Linked DNA regions of Mus musculus: all the other regions are linked to region 3. The links are chromatin contacts, called in public Hi-C maps. All regions are on one chromosome and are shown on one strand. Each heading gives the region's core, a stretch centred on a gene start, on an enhancer-like site or on the middle of the called end of the contact. The rest is flanking DNA. Distances are from core to core; before and after follow the strand shown.

What was found. Hi-C and Micro-C count contacts between places; a contact is called where the count stands out from the background.
Region 1: a Hi-C map of the N1E-115 cell line shows a contact between it and region 3, with 5 times the contacts expected there. The contact joins two enhancer-like sites. A contact is called at or near these places in 2 of 484 Hi-C or Micro-C datasets (the N1E-115 cell line and liver), 4 of 115 datasets of contacts at active chromatin or transcription factors (the SCID.adh cell line, embryonic limb bud, regulatory T cell precursor and 1 more) and 1 of 9 other capture datasets (embryonic tail).
Region 2: a contact with region 3 is called in a Hi-C map of the N1E-115 cell line, with 2.6 times the contacts expected there. The contact joins two enhancer-like sites. A contact is called at or near these places in 5 of 484 Hi-C or Micro-C datasets (the N1E-115 cell line, liver and trophoblast stem cells), 2 of 115 datasets of contacts at active chromatin or transcription factors (liver and pancreatic cancer cells) and 1 of 9 other capture datasets (embryonic tail).

The regions. Positions count from the first base shown.
Region 1 is chr13:28,416,210-28,420,366 of GRCm38.p6, reverse strand. Gm40841 (a long non-coding RNA gene) reads left to right here. Exons shown (of 3, transcript XR_003950511.1): 1 at 1-1,282. Among named protein-coding and RNA genes, the nearest start is that of Gm40841, 3.2 kb to the left of the region's middle. Within about 2 kb of position 2,681, at least 225 of the 459 cell types and tissues checked have an H3K27ac peak or open chromatin away from gene starts, as enhancers often do. A contact at or near this core is called in the N1E-115 cell line and regulatory T cell precursor, where this site is marked.
Region 2 is chr13:28,530,104-28,534,066 of GRCm38.p6, reverse strand. All of the region lies in intron 7 of 2610307P16Rik (RIKEN cDNA 2610307P16 gene), which reads left to right. Among named protein-coding and RNA genes, the nearest start is that of Gm40841, 110 kb to the right of the region's middle. Within about 2 kb of position 1,631, at least 68 of the 459 cell types and tissues checked have an H3K27ac peak or open chromatin away from gene starts, as enhancers often do. A contact at or near this core is called in the N1E-115 cell line, where this site is marked.
Region 3 is chr13:28,662,753-28,666,899 of GRCm38.p6, reverse strand. All of the region lies in intron 5 of 2610307P16Rik (RIKEN cDNA 2610307P16 gene), which reads left to right. Among named protein-coding and RNA genes, the nearest start is that of Mir6368, 46 kb to the left of the region's middle. Within about 2 kb of position 2,374, at least 76 of the 459 cell types and tissues checked have an H3K27ac peak or open chromatin away from gene starts, as enhancers often do. A contact at or near this core is called in the N1E-115 cell line and regulatory T cell precursor, where this site is marked.

The DNA.
Region 1 (4,157 bases), core at 1,432-3,931, 250 kb after region 3:
TGCTCGGAAGACATGGTATGTGCTTTTCAGGAATCCACTTCAACGGAATCAGCTTTGACGAGTACACACAAGAAATAATATTGCTGCCATCCAGCTTGTGTCTGCGGTACAGCATCCTCCGCTTGTCTTCAAGGACCCACAGTGCCTCTTCATCAGTGTGCAAAAGTCCATATTGCTCAAGCATTTCTTCTGAGATGCTGCCCTCCCATTGTTCTTTTAAGGAAATTTCTTCCTGGCAGCGTGAGAGGGGCACTGCCTCCTACCCCCCTTCTGCCTCGGCAGAACAGTTGACCACAGCAGCAGCCGACTCCGGCTCGTCATGTGCTTCCTCATGTGATGTAGGTCTGCGGCACTGTGGAGCAATCGCATTTGAGACTCGGCACTCGTGGACAGACGGGCGTTCAGGGACTGGGGAGTTTTTGGAGGGGGGTGGGGAGGCCAATAAACCAAGAAAACGTCAGAAATAAAAGTCGCATCAAGTATGCTGATCTCTGTATTTCCTATTTTTGTTTTGAAATTTGATTTTAACTATTGTTTTTTTTTTTTCTGGTTGTGTCTGTATTTTTTCCACCCCCACAGGCGCCGAGCTGCGCTGTTTTCTTTCTTTCTTTTTGATTTTTTTCTTTTTCTTTTTCTTTTCTCGAAACTCTGAAGCCAGACTGTCTTCTTCACCGCTCCCGGGCTGCACCACTGTGGGCACATCAAGCTTCGTCTGGCTCACCTGCATGGTTCCGGCTGATTCCTGCCTGAGATGGCCCATCGTACAACTAGGATCCCAGAATCTCCTGTCTGCACTCTGCGGAAGAAGGACCTATTTCAGTCTCTGGCCAGGGTCTCTCACAGCCGATGGGGTCTTGGAAGACAGGGTGAAGTTGCAGAAGACTGGGGTGGGATGCGAAGGCATGCGAAGGACTTGGAAAGGGAATTTAGGAATACTATACATCAGTGCCCACCGATGATATGCATACAGGGCGAGGGCAGCCACCGCCCCTGCCTCACGCACCTAACCCCGGCTGCTCGCTGGGATTGTCTGAGGGGGACAACCCAGGTCTGGATGTGGTGGCATTTTTTCAGAGAGTGGAACTGAAGATGGATGAAGCAGGTACTTGCTGTGTCTGCTTGGCAGGGCAGAGCTGGAGAAATGGAAGGGGAAAAGAAGAGATGCTGACTGTCGTAAGATTGTCTGCTGCCAGCTCCGCAGTCTTAATCTAAGGAAGGATGGCATAGTGGATCTGCCAGCACGTGCATGGAGGAACTGTAAATTGCAGTGTGGATGTCCCTGGTACTGTCAAGGAAGAAACTGATGGGCTGGGTGACTGTACAGTGTCCCCAGAGAAAAATAGCAGCCTTGCAGCATGGATTTAAGTGCATGTGCATGCGTGTAGAGACATGGAAGAGACTGTGTAACACATACACACACAGAGAGAGATATGAGAGAGAGAGAGAGAGAGAGAGAGAGAGAGAGAAAGAGAGAGACTCTTTGCTGGGTTGGGTTTGATTACAAGCCAGTGTTTTCAGCTCCTGCTCAAGACCTATTTCCTGGCTAGCCAGAAAGCTCGGCCAGAGCAGCTGCATATAGACTTTTCTTTTTAACGGCATAGCAAACCCCTTCAGTTTTAACTCCTTGAAGTTCTAAGTGCTCAGCGTTGGGCTAAGGCTCACTGTACGGTTTTGTTTTCTTCTCCTACAGAGCCCTGTAAACACAGCTGTATTCAGTATGGCAGAAAAATTCTGTCCCTTAAATAGAAATGCGATCAATTTAATCAAAATAAATGTATCCCAGATGACTCTGAGGCCAGCTGGATACCACAGGCTTCAGAAGCTAAGCATTCAGTGGAGATGGATACAGTGTTAGATTTACATGCTTTCAAATGCTAGGATCAGCTATGCTTAATAAAGGAAATTCTTTAAGGAAAAGGGAGGGTCCTCCTGGCACCCAGCTATAGATGGTGACCACAGGTGCTGCTGCTGATCCTGGCACTGGGGTTTGTGGCTGTCGAGCTTGCAGGGGTGTGTGGCATGAGGCAGGGCACGGCTGATGTCAGTGTGAAGAAAGCTTGCAGCCTGCTTGAGGCTGTAGGAAGGAGGAGGGTGGCCTCTCATTGCCTCTGTCGGGGCTTGGCTGGTACTAGAAGCTTGTAGATAGATAAGGGTGAGCTGGGTGAACTGAGCTCTGAGCCGGGAGCAAGCAGCTTTCCCAGTTGTCATGGGGGCTCCTCTGGGACGCCTGTCTGGCCTGTCCTCCCACTGTTTGTTAGAAATTCTACAAAGCGGCTCTGTGTGCTGGATTATGTTTGGCCAGCTGTTGGTGCATTCCTGAGGGTGGGGTGGAGACAGGATCTTATTACTGTACTTCCAAACTGTAGATCTATGTGGGGAGAGAGAGAGAGAGAGAGAGAGAGAGAGAGAGAGAGAGAGAGTGTGTCAGGATGTGGTGGGGAGAGGAAAGAAACGCAAGCAAGTCTGATAATCCCTTCTCCTTCTCCAGGTTGTGCTAGAGGAGCATTCAGAAAGGCTATGAAGTGAAAGAGAGAAAGGAGAGGGTAAGGGGTGGGAGCACAGTGGAACAGCCATGAGACAAAGCAGAACTTCAAAGCTGCAGAGACGAGCAGAATGTCAGCAGCTTGTAATTAGCGGTTCATGGTTGCGTCAGAGACTGTATCTCTCCAAGAATAACTGTGTGCTGTGTGCCACAGAGTGCAGAAGACAGTCATAACTAAGTTATCAAGCACAGTTCAAATGAGGGCAGACACATGAAGGCATTTTCTGTTTGAAAATTAAGCAGGGCTGAAGTGCACATCTCACTGGCTGGATTCTGCCTAACTTCTGGCAGGAAATGCTCAGCGTATAGGAGGGTGTTTGTTAGATCAAACAGGGGACCCATAAGCATGCAGACTGAGCATGCAAGCTCCGTCCCTGTAAAATACCGTCCCAAACAGCCCGGTACTGCACTGCTGGGGTCCTGTCTCCGTATATACCCATTCGCTTTTGTATGCCAATGGGAGAAAGTTAAAAGTACACCCAAGGACATATGTCCCCATTAGATTCTAAAATCCCTACTATAGAATTAAAACCTGACTGCAGGTTCTGAGTTGTTTTGGTATTCTTAATTTATACGCTGAAGAAGCTCTTTTTTTGCAATTATCTTGTTGGTAACCCTGTGAGGAAGCGACATACCACTATATGATGTTGAAGGGCACCTTTCCCTTCCATCCCCTGTCTCTGTTATTTGGAGGTGTGGGGCGTTCTCTGGAGCCTCCAGGAGGAGCTGGTGGGAGGAGCTGATTGGCTAGCAGGCTCAGCGTGTTTACTCTTATTTGTTTTCAGTGCTCCTTCGCAGCGTGCATTTAGTATTTGTATTTGTGTTCATGCTGCACAATTACTACTGACCAGCTTTGTTTCTCTGCCCGAAGCGAAGTCAATTTTAGTTCAGCCCCTGCAGTTGAGTCCCTGGACAATATGCACATATGTATTATGTTACCCGTGTATGCACTTTTCCTTTTAAAAACGTGGATTAAGGAAAATTGTAGGCAAGGAGAGACGTGTATATGAAATCAATAGCTTTTTGAATCACATGTAATATAATTTAAATATACTCACTTTAAGATTGCCAAAGCCTATGTTGTCTGAGCCCAGTTAATTTACATCTTCGATTTAGTCAAGAGGTGGAACCTGCCAGATCAGAATGCTGTATTCTGTGCACCCAACAGGGTGGAAGACATTATTTTGTTTGTGTTAGTTCAAACAGCTGGTCATTAATGCAGTCCCCATTTCTAGAGAGAAACGCTGGTGGACATGAATGGCTGTCTGATTAATGCTGCCCCTCGGAGGGTCCTTCACCCAGCCATGCTCCTGCAGAATAATGTAGCATGATGTGATTGCACTCTAACAGGATAGTATGTCATTGTGTCACCAAGCAATTGAGGTTATTATGGGGCAGGGCAGACAGACGGGACAGTGGGGTTACTAGACCGTAGCATTTTTAGAAATACAGGCCTGACCTACTTAGAGTTATTCTGGCAGGCAGCTGCACGGTACATAAAGTCTCCTGATAGGCTGAAGCTGTTGCTAGGGGGAATTAGCATGAATTTTTCCACACAGAGACTCAGCGACTGAATGATAAAAGCTGACTGGAATTAAAGAGATTTGGTTTAGCA
Region 2 (3,963 bases), core at 382-2,881, 130 kb after region 3:
TGTTGTGGTGATTCCCTTTGCTGCCTGGTATATGGAGTGTTTTTGTCAAGAAGGACATTGGATATTGATTTTTGGTTATTTTATTCTGTATTACTTTTGGGGATCATGTAAAATTTTGTCCTTTTTTCCTATTAATGTCATATATTGTCATGATTGGTTTTAGTGTCTTGAACCATCCTCCATTCCTTTTCCTTTCACCGTGTGACTGAACTGAGTTTGCTAATATTTCATTAGGAATTTTTGGTTTTGTTTTTCTGCATCGATGTCCCTGAGAGACATTGAGCTATAGTTTTCTATTCTACTTCTATCTATATTTCTCTCTTCTTTCTATCTGTAGCCACCCTGTCTGGCTTTGATGTCAGGGTAATATTTAGACAATGATTTAGGAGGTGTCTAAGTTTCCTTCCATTCTTCCTCCTTAAGTCTTTTGAAAAAAAGTCTATAAAACATTGGTATGATTTCATTTTTAGATGTCAGTAGAAGATTGTCCATTAAAAATCTAGTGAGTGTATTAAAAGTAATCAGATTATAGGAACCTTATATTTAGAATAAGAAGAAACTTAGCAGATATAGGAATTCCAGATTTGTTATTTGTAAGCTCGCTCCTTCCTTCCTTCTTTCCTTTCCTCCTTATTTTTAATTATTTCTTCCTTCTTTCCTCTCTGATAATTCTTTGCAGTCAGTACTGTCTTGGTCTTCTGTTCCTCTAAATCCTTACTGCAGGATTGAAGGCTGAGTCTGGCCTGCATTATGTGGCCTGGCCAACTGCCTGTCACTCTCTCATGCTTTAGGAGTTCTGATAAGAACAGTAAGCATTTTCTCACAGCAAATGACTCAGAGTTAAATGTTGTTCCAGATACAAAAGTTGCTTCCCAAAACAGCTATGCTTCATTTGTTTTCAACCATTTTGATCTACTTGTTCCATGTAGATATAAAAATATTAATGCTGATCTTTCTTAGGTCAAGTTTTAAAGACTTTTTTCCCTTTTATCCATCCATCTCTCTGCACTTACAACATGCTCCGAACACTGTAGTCCAATGTAAATATAATACACATCACATGAGTGATTTTAAAGAGAAGAAAAGAAACAGAGACAATCCATTTTAATGGTGTATTTTATTTAACCTAACATGTAAAATGCGATTTCAATATTTAATTAATAGAAATAATTAAAGAGATGATTTAATTTATTTTTCATACATATTTCTTGAAATCTACTGTGTATTTTAAACTGATGATATATCTCTATCATAAGTCCATAAGCTTGGATTGGCCATGTGTCAAGTGCGCAAAGGCCATGTGTCTAGTAACTATTACATTTTAAAGTCTAGAACTAGTTTATTTGGTCCTGAGGATGTAATGTCCAAAAGAGGTCAGCTCTTACCCCTGCCTAGTGGACAGGGCAGATCAATGAAACATTTAATATTGGTGTCGAGTACCTGAGGGGGAACTGAGCACAGAGGATTGGGAGCCCAGAAAATGGGCTCAGAGTCTGACCTGTGAGCCCAGGCCTCTGGCAACAGACACAGATTGTTTCACTAAATCTCATTTCTTTGAAGTTGTCCCCTGTGGGAGGCCACTGAGCTGGAGTTTGGCACAGATCCCAGTCTGTCAAACATTGACTTTTGGCTCATACAAGGAGAGCCATTGGCAAGTTCACATTTACTTACAGGCTCTGCTCTGGCCACAAGTCAATGGGTTGGGATTTCACCATCCCAAATGTGTCTGCCTTTCACTCTGGCTTGCTTTTCGGTCTCTAGGCCAAGCTCTTTTCTGTGCTGCGGACTACTCTTCCACCAGCCATAGCACCTTGTTCCTCTTGTACAGAACCAAGGGAGGGCCTTGGCAGTGTGATGGCAGGGTGGGAAAGCAAAAGAACATGTAGGGCTTCTTCCTTGCTGCATAGGCAAGAAACTCTACCTAAATTCTATGGTCTACAGACAGAAGGAGCTATTACATACACTTAGACTTCCATAGTCTAAGTATATAGTCCAGTTTCATCCTGGAGTCTTTCCCAAGGGCTCTCTGACCGTTAGTGGAAAGATCGATGTTTGGGCTACACGCCACCTTTCCTGTCCTTACCTGCTCACTGCATTTGCCCGTCTTCTCTAGGAGTTACCGAGGCCTCTGATATAGATGGCATGGCTCACGGGGTTAAACAAGTCTGTGCCTCTTCCCCAGACTCCCTGTGTGGGGTAGTGCTAGAGATATGTTTACAGACACCCAGCCAGGAAGTGCCAGGGAAGAGGAGGAGCAGTTTCCACTTAGCCTCCCACCTCTTCTTGGCTTTCCTTTCTGGCATCTCCCTACAGCCCAACGAGGGATGGGAATTTGGCAGGGTGAAAGTATCTCATTGTGCTTCCTCACCCCTCCGTCTTACCTCCCTCCCAAGACTTTTGCACTGTCCAGGTCATTTACCACACAGAGCTTGCAATTTCCTTTCTTAGTGCTGCTGTGGAAGAGGTTGGGAAATGTAATCCTGTCCAGGAGATGAGTGATGCATAGGAAGACAGGGTCAAATGAGGTCAGGGTTCAATGAGGTCCCCAGCTAGGGTTTTACCAATTCTCCCAGGCAGCAATGTGAAGGCCAGCCATGCTGCTCTGATAAGGGGGAGAGGATGGGAACTCTACCTCGCACACCTTTCTCTGTTGATATTAGAGTTAAGGTGGATAGGGAGACTCTGGAAGTCTAAGCATATGTAATAGTTATTTTTGTCTGTGGACCATTGAATTTAGGTAGAGTTTCTTGCCTATGTGGCTAAGAGGTATTTGCCTGGAACAGGGGCTACTTATCAGTGAATTTACAATAGAATAAAATGATCCTCTTGCCCAACGACCACAGATTGACAATAGTCCCTTGTAGAGGGATCTCGTCTCATGGGCCTCTTTCCTGTCCGTGATGAAATGTTTACATTCTCAATCTTGAGTGTGTCTTATGCAGATTACCAAAGATGAAGTCAGTTCATGAGTTGCATCATATCCAGGAGATGTCTTTATGCAGCATGTCTCCCTATTCTCTCTTCTCTCCCTGACATTATTTTCAACACATTCTCCTGTGATGGTCTCTGAACCATGGAGGAAGTGACAACTGTCCCATTTGCTGATGAGCACTGCATCACTACTTATTCTTGTCACTTATAGGTGACAAGATATTGAACACTGTCTACTGTGGTAAGCAGCTTCTCTGACTAAGATTAAGAATAGTACTAGCCTATGGCTATAAGATAGAATATTTAGAGGGTAGTTTGACAACAAGACAATTTAGCCAAAAAGATGGTAGTAGGTCCCCCGTTATGGCCTATGATGGCCATAGCCATGGACTCTCGACAAAATTTACAGAAACAGGCATAAGGTCCTTCCTGTAAAACTGGCCTCAAATCCAGTGGGGTTGATTGGTTGTCCTTATAACGGTCATGCCACTATTGCATCAGAGGGCACAGAATTGCTTATCAGTTACGATTGACAACTGGGTCAAATCGTTGATGACTCCCCGACCCCCAGCAGTCTATGTAACTACTCCTGACGCTATGAAGATGGATGAGGTTCTTAGGAAGAAGCTTCTAGCTGAGCTGTCGTTTGTTTTCTCTGAGTATGGGGTATCTTCAGCATTAGAGCCTTACTGTCAAGGTCCAGGTAGCAACACAGATCTGGGGCAATAACCTTTTAGGATCTCATTGGCCATAGGGAGGTGTTCCACAACTGGCACTGGGGATTTTATTTAATAACCTACAGCTTCCAGGAAGAGCCTTAGTACCCACTCTTAATTCCTTTCAGTTTTTTTTTTTTTTTGTATGTGCATGTGGGTGTGTGTGTACCTGAGTACACATGTATGCAGGAGCCTGCAGAAGTGAAAAGAGAGATTCACTTTTCCTGTACCTGAGTTTCAGACAGGTAGGTGTGTGCTGTTTGATGTGGTTGCTGTGCTGTGCTGGGACCTAAGTACCCTGCCAGAGCAGTGAACA
Region 3 (4,147 bases), core at 1,125-3,624:
CTACTTTGGCTCAAAGCAAAATACTCTCTCTCTCTCTCTCTCTCTCTCTCTCTCTCTCTCCAGGTATGCATTCTCTCAGGTTTTTTTTTTTTTTTTTTTTTTTGTTTGTTTGTTTTGAGACAGGGTTTCTCTTTATAGCTCTGGCGTGCGCCACCACTCCCGGCTATCCCCTCAGTTCTTTAGCCATCTTCATTGTATATTGGGCTGCTGTGAGTCTAGACCTTAATAAGTTGGCTCCTAGGACACATGTTATGTAAGAGAAAACTTCTAGATAGCTGAAAAATTTGAAATCCAGGAAGCCAGCACTACCACCAGCATGGTGCCGTAGAATGGTTTAGGTCTTGCTTTAGCCTCTTTCTAGCGCAGTGATCTTAGGCAAATTATTTAGCATCTCTGTTTCAGTTTCTTTAATTATAAAATGAAAATCATCACAATACTTACCTTGCCTTATTATTCCCTTTGTTGTTGTTGTCATCATTGTTTCCTCCTCCTCCCCCTTACCCCCTTCTCCTCCTCCTCTTCCTCCTTCACCACCATCATCATCATCATTTCATTTACGTAGAAGAAAGTTTCATGTGACCCAGGCTGGCCTCCAGTGCTTATATAGTTAAGGATGGCCTTGTACTCCTGATTCTCCACCTTGCAAGCAAGTAAGTGCTAGGATTTCAGGTGTGCACCACAAAGTGTAAATCCTTTTCACTCTAAAATTTTTACTTAACTAGTTTTTTATCTGTGTGCTCATGCATTTGCCCTAGGATGTGAGACAGGTCCAGGGAGGTCAGAGGACAATTTGGGGAGTCATTTCTGTCCTTCCACCTCAGGTTCAAGGAATTAAAGGTCTTGCTCAGTAAGAGCCTTTACCAGCTAGGCTGGCCTTCCTTTCTTTGTTTTTGAAAGGACTGAAGGAGAGCCATCCACTGTAGTAGTACATATTTCTTTAATAAACACTAAGCTGTCGGGGCTCCTGTGTCCATGAGAGTAATACACAAGAGTGGCAATGCCGACAGCCTAGAGCCATCCTCAATGAATGGATCTCGGCTCCTGGAGCTGATGCTTCATTACATAGAAATTGTTGGCACGGGGTGGGGGTGGGGTGTATATAGTGCTGAGTTTTCAGAAAGGGTTTAATGAGTTTGATGTGCATTAAGAAGGGGAATATTGCAATACTTGCTTGGTTGAATTGCCAGGTATTATCAGTAGTCCTGGTTGATAAAGACTTGAGGGGCTGCAGACTGAGTCAGAGAGGCGCTCCTGTAGGGACTGGGATAGCATGCTACTTTTTCACTGAGAAACAAGAGCATGCGCAGACAGTACTCATCCATCTCTCAGTCAGGACATCTGTCTGTGTATTACCTAAGCAGTTAGGCCCACCATGAAGGGGGGGGGCGTTAGAATGGAGAAGAAAAAGGGCTGAAGAAGTTTGCAGAGAAAACCCCAACAGTTTTTCAAAGCAGACTTAGTAGCCAGTTCCTAAGCCCTGTGCTCTTGTCTTCTAGAAACAAAACCCAATGTCTGAAGCTGAAGCTGAAATAAGAAGCTGGATATGTTCCAGGGAAACCCAGCAGTCGGGCTTCCGAGTCTCAGATTCGAAAGGGGAAAAAAAAATCCATTTTGCAAAGTAACTTCTTACATTGATTGCTAGCTGTCAGTGTTTGACAGGCAGACCCTGAAGCATTAACTGATTGAATTCTTCAGTCCTGCATGGTTATAATGGTGGCCTCCCTCTGCTGCTCTGTGCTTCTAAATTCGTGTGTGGATACAGGAGACACGCGCTCAGTGAGGAGGGGAGAGCAGAGTAGAGTAGAATGCTTTGGCATCATCGGCTTGTTCTTTCCTAAAGAGAACTGTAGAAAGAGGTAGCATTTTAGTTGAAATATTGTTTATTGATTGCTTATGTTTTATAGCAGCTAATAAATTGTCCAGCTCCTGACACCCCGCCTTCCCTGACCCCTGTGCCCAATCCTCCCATTCTAGACATAGTGGGTCCACAGACACACTGTGGGATAGTGGTTGATGCTATCATTCTTTCTCACAGCCCTGCATCCTATCTCTTTCCCTTTGGCACTGGGGACTGCCTTATTTCTTTTCCTGTCTTCCATAAACTACTTCGAGGGCAAAGTAACTTAAGAGAGAAAGGGTTTATTATGCCCATGGTTCAAGGGCATAGTCTATCATAGCAGGGAAGCAATGGCATCGGGAGTTAGAGGCAGCTGCTCACATCACATTTACAATTAAAAAAAAAAAAGCAGACAGTGATGAATGCCAGCTGCTGTTCAGCTGCCTTTCTCCAGCACAGCCCAGGGGCCCAGCCATGGGCTGTGCCACCCACAGTGAGCAGATCTTCTCATCCCTGTTAATGCCATCACGCCAACCCCACAGGCTTCCTGTCTCCTAGGTGATGCTGCATCCTGTCAGGTTGGCAGTTGACACTAACCACCTCGGGACAGCCACGGTTTGTGCTTCCCTTGAGAGTGAGAGAATCGTCTAACTCTCCCACTGAACTGTCTTTGACTGCTTTGTTTTTAAACCTAGGAGTTCCCAGCTCCACAGCTCTGGTTTCAGGGAGCAGTGGACCCCTCTGTTTGGTGGGTACTTAGGTACTTAGCATCCTGCCTTCCACTCTGCACTCACATGCCTCTAGGCTAATGACCTCCTGCGGATGTGGGTGGCAAGCATTGGTTGAAATCAAGCTCTTTAGAGAGATGCAGAAACAGGGTTCTGGAAGGTAGGGGGTATTCAGCTCATCTGTGGCAGGGTACCACATGTATGCAGTGCTGGCTGGTCTTTGGCTGATGGAATGAGTGTGCTGGAGAAAAAGAGATGAGGTAGAGGAGGGACCGTCAACCAAGACTTGGGATTTCATCTAAGACAAAAGGAAGAAATTAAAAGCGTGGTGAAGATGAGGTATTTTCCAAGAGTAGCCCTTTACTTTCTATTGAACTCAAGGAACAATGTGTATTCATTCATTGGTAGGCAATTTAGGGTAATGGAGTGTGGACAATTTCTGATTTCACCTCCTTGCCTCCTGTGGTCAGCGCTGCCTTTTGTTGTTTAAAAAAAAAAAAAAAAACGGGTGGGGGATGGGGTGGGGGGGTGGGGCATGGGGGGCTAAGAAAGAAAGCAAGTGAAATGCTTTCCAGATCTGATAACTTCTGAGATCTCAGGAGAGCACTCTGGCTCAGGTCCCAGGATGAGGTCACACCGTCTGCCGTTAAATTTATGTTGGGATGTCAACCACACCAAAGGCTGCCTGCCATGATCCCTCTGCTGTCGTTTATCAGGGTGGAAGGAACGGCTCTTGGGTCAGTTCTGTGTGTGCCCTGTGACTGCCCAGACCTGCTTAGAAGGGTAGCCTATTCACAGTGGAAAAGACATTAAGTATTCTTTTCTGTTGAATGCTGTACAACCTTTATGTCATGAAATTCAAATCTTTTATCTCCTCTACCTTGTAAAACCTTTATGCAAATGTTTTAATTTCTCCTTTACCTGGTGAAACTTTTTTTTTTTTTTTTTTTTTACACAAAGGCCCAGCTGCTTTCTCTAAACTTCAGTGACTGAAGTGGCTCACCCCTTCCCCTTCCCTCTTTCCTTCTTTTTCTTTGTTCTGATTCTTTTAAAACTAGCCAGCTGTGGAAGACTGTGAAGTCAGAGTCCCACCAATGGGGGAAAGTCAGTTACTACCTGTGTTAGAATGAAGACCAAGTGCAGTTCTTGTCCCTGTGTGGGTTGGGTCCTGGTCCACCTTTCTCAGGGACTCCTGTACAACTCATACAGCACTCAACAGAAAAGTGGCCTTGTCGAGTGGCTGTCACTCTCTGCTTGTGTGTTCCTCTTTGTAAAACTGAGGCCACTCCGTTTCTAACAGTGAGCATTGTAGGTACTTTCTTTTTCAACTGATAGTTTTAAATTTGAGACGTTTTTGATGGGGGTGTGACTGGCGTTGAGGATTGGGCCTTTTCTGTGATACTGAACATGGATGAACATGTTTGAATAGGCCTGGAGGCCTGGTAGGGTTGCTTCCATCAGTGTTGTTTTGTGATTGTCGGTGTATTTGGGGGAAAGAGCTCTTCTTCTGGGAAGCTATGCATTAATCTGAAGCATCGAAGGCAAACTGCCGTACCCGTGCCTTATGTATAATCAAAGCACA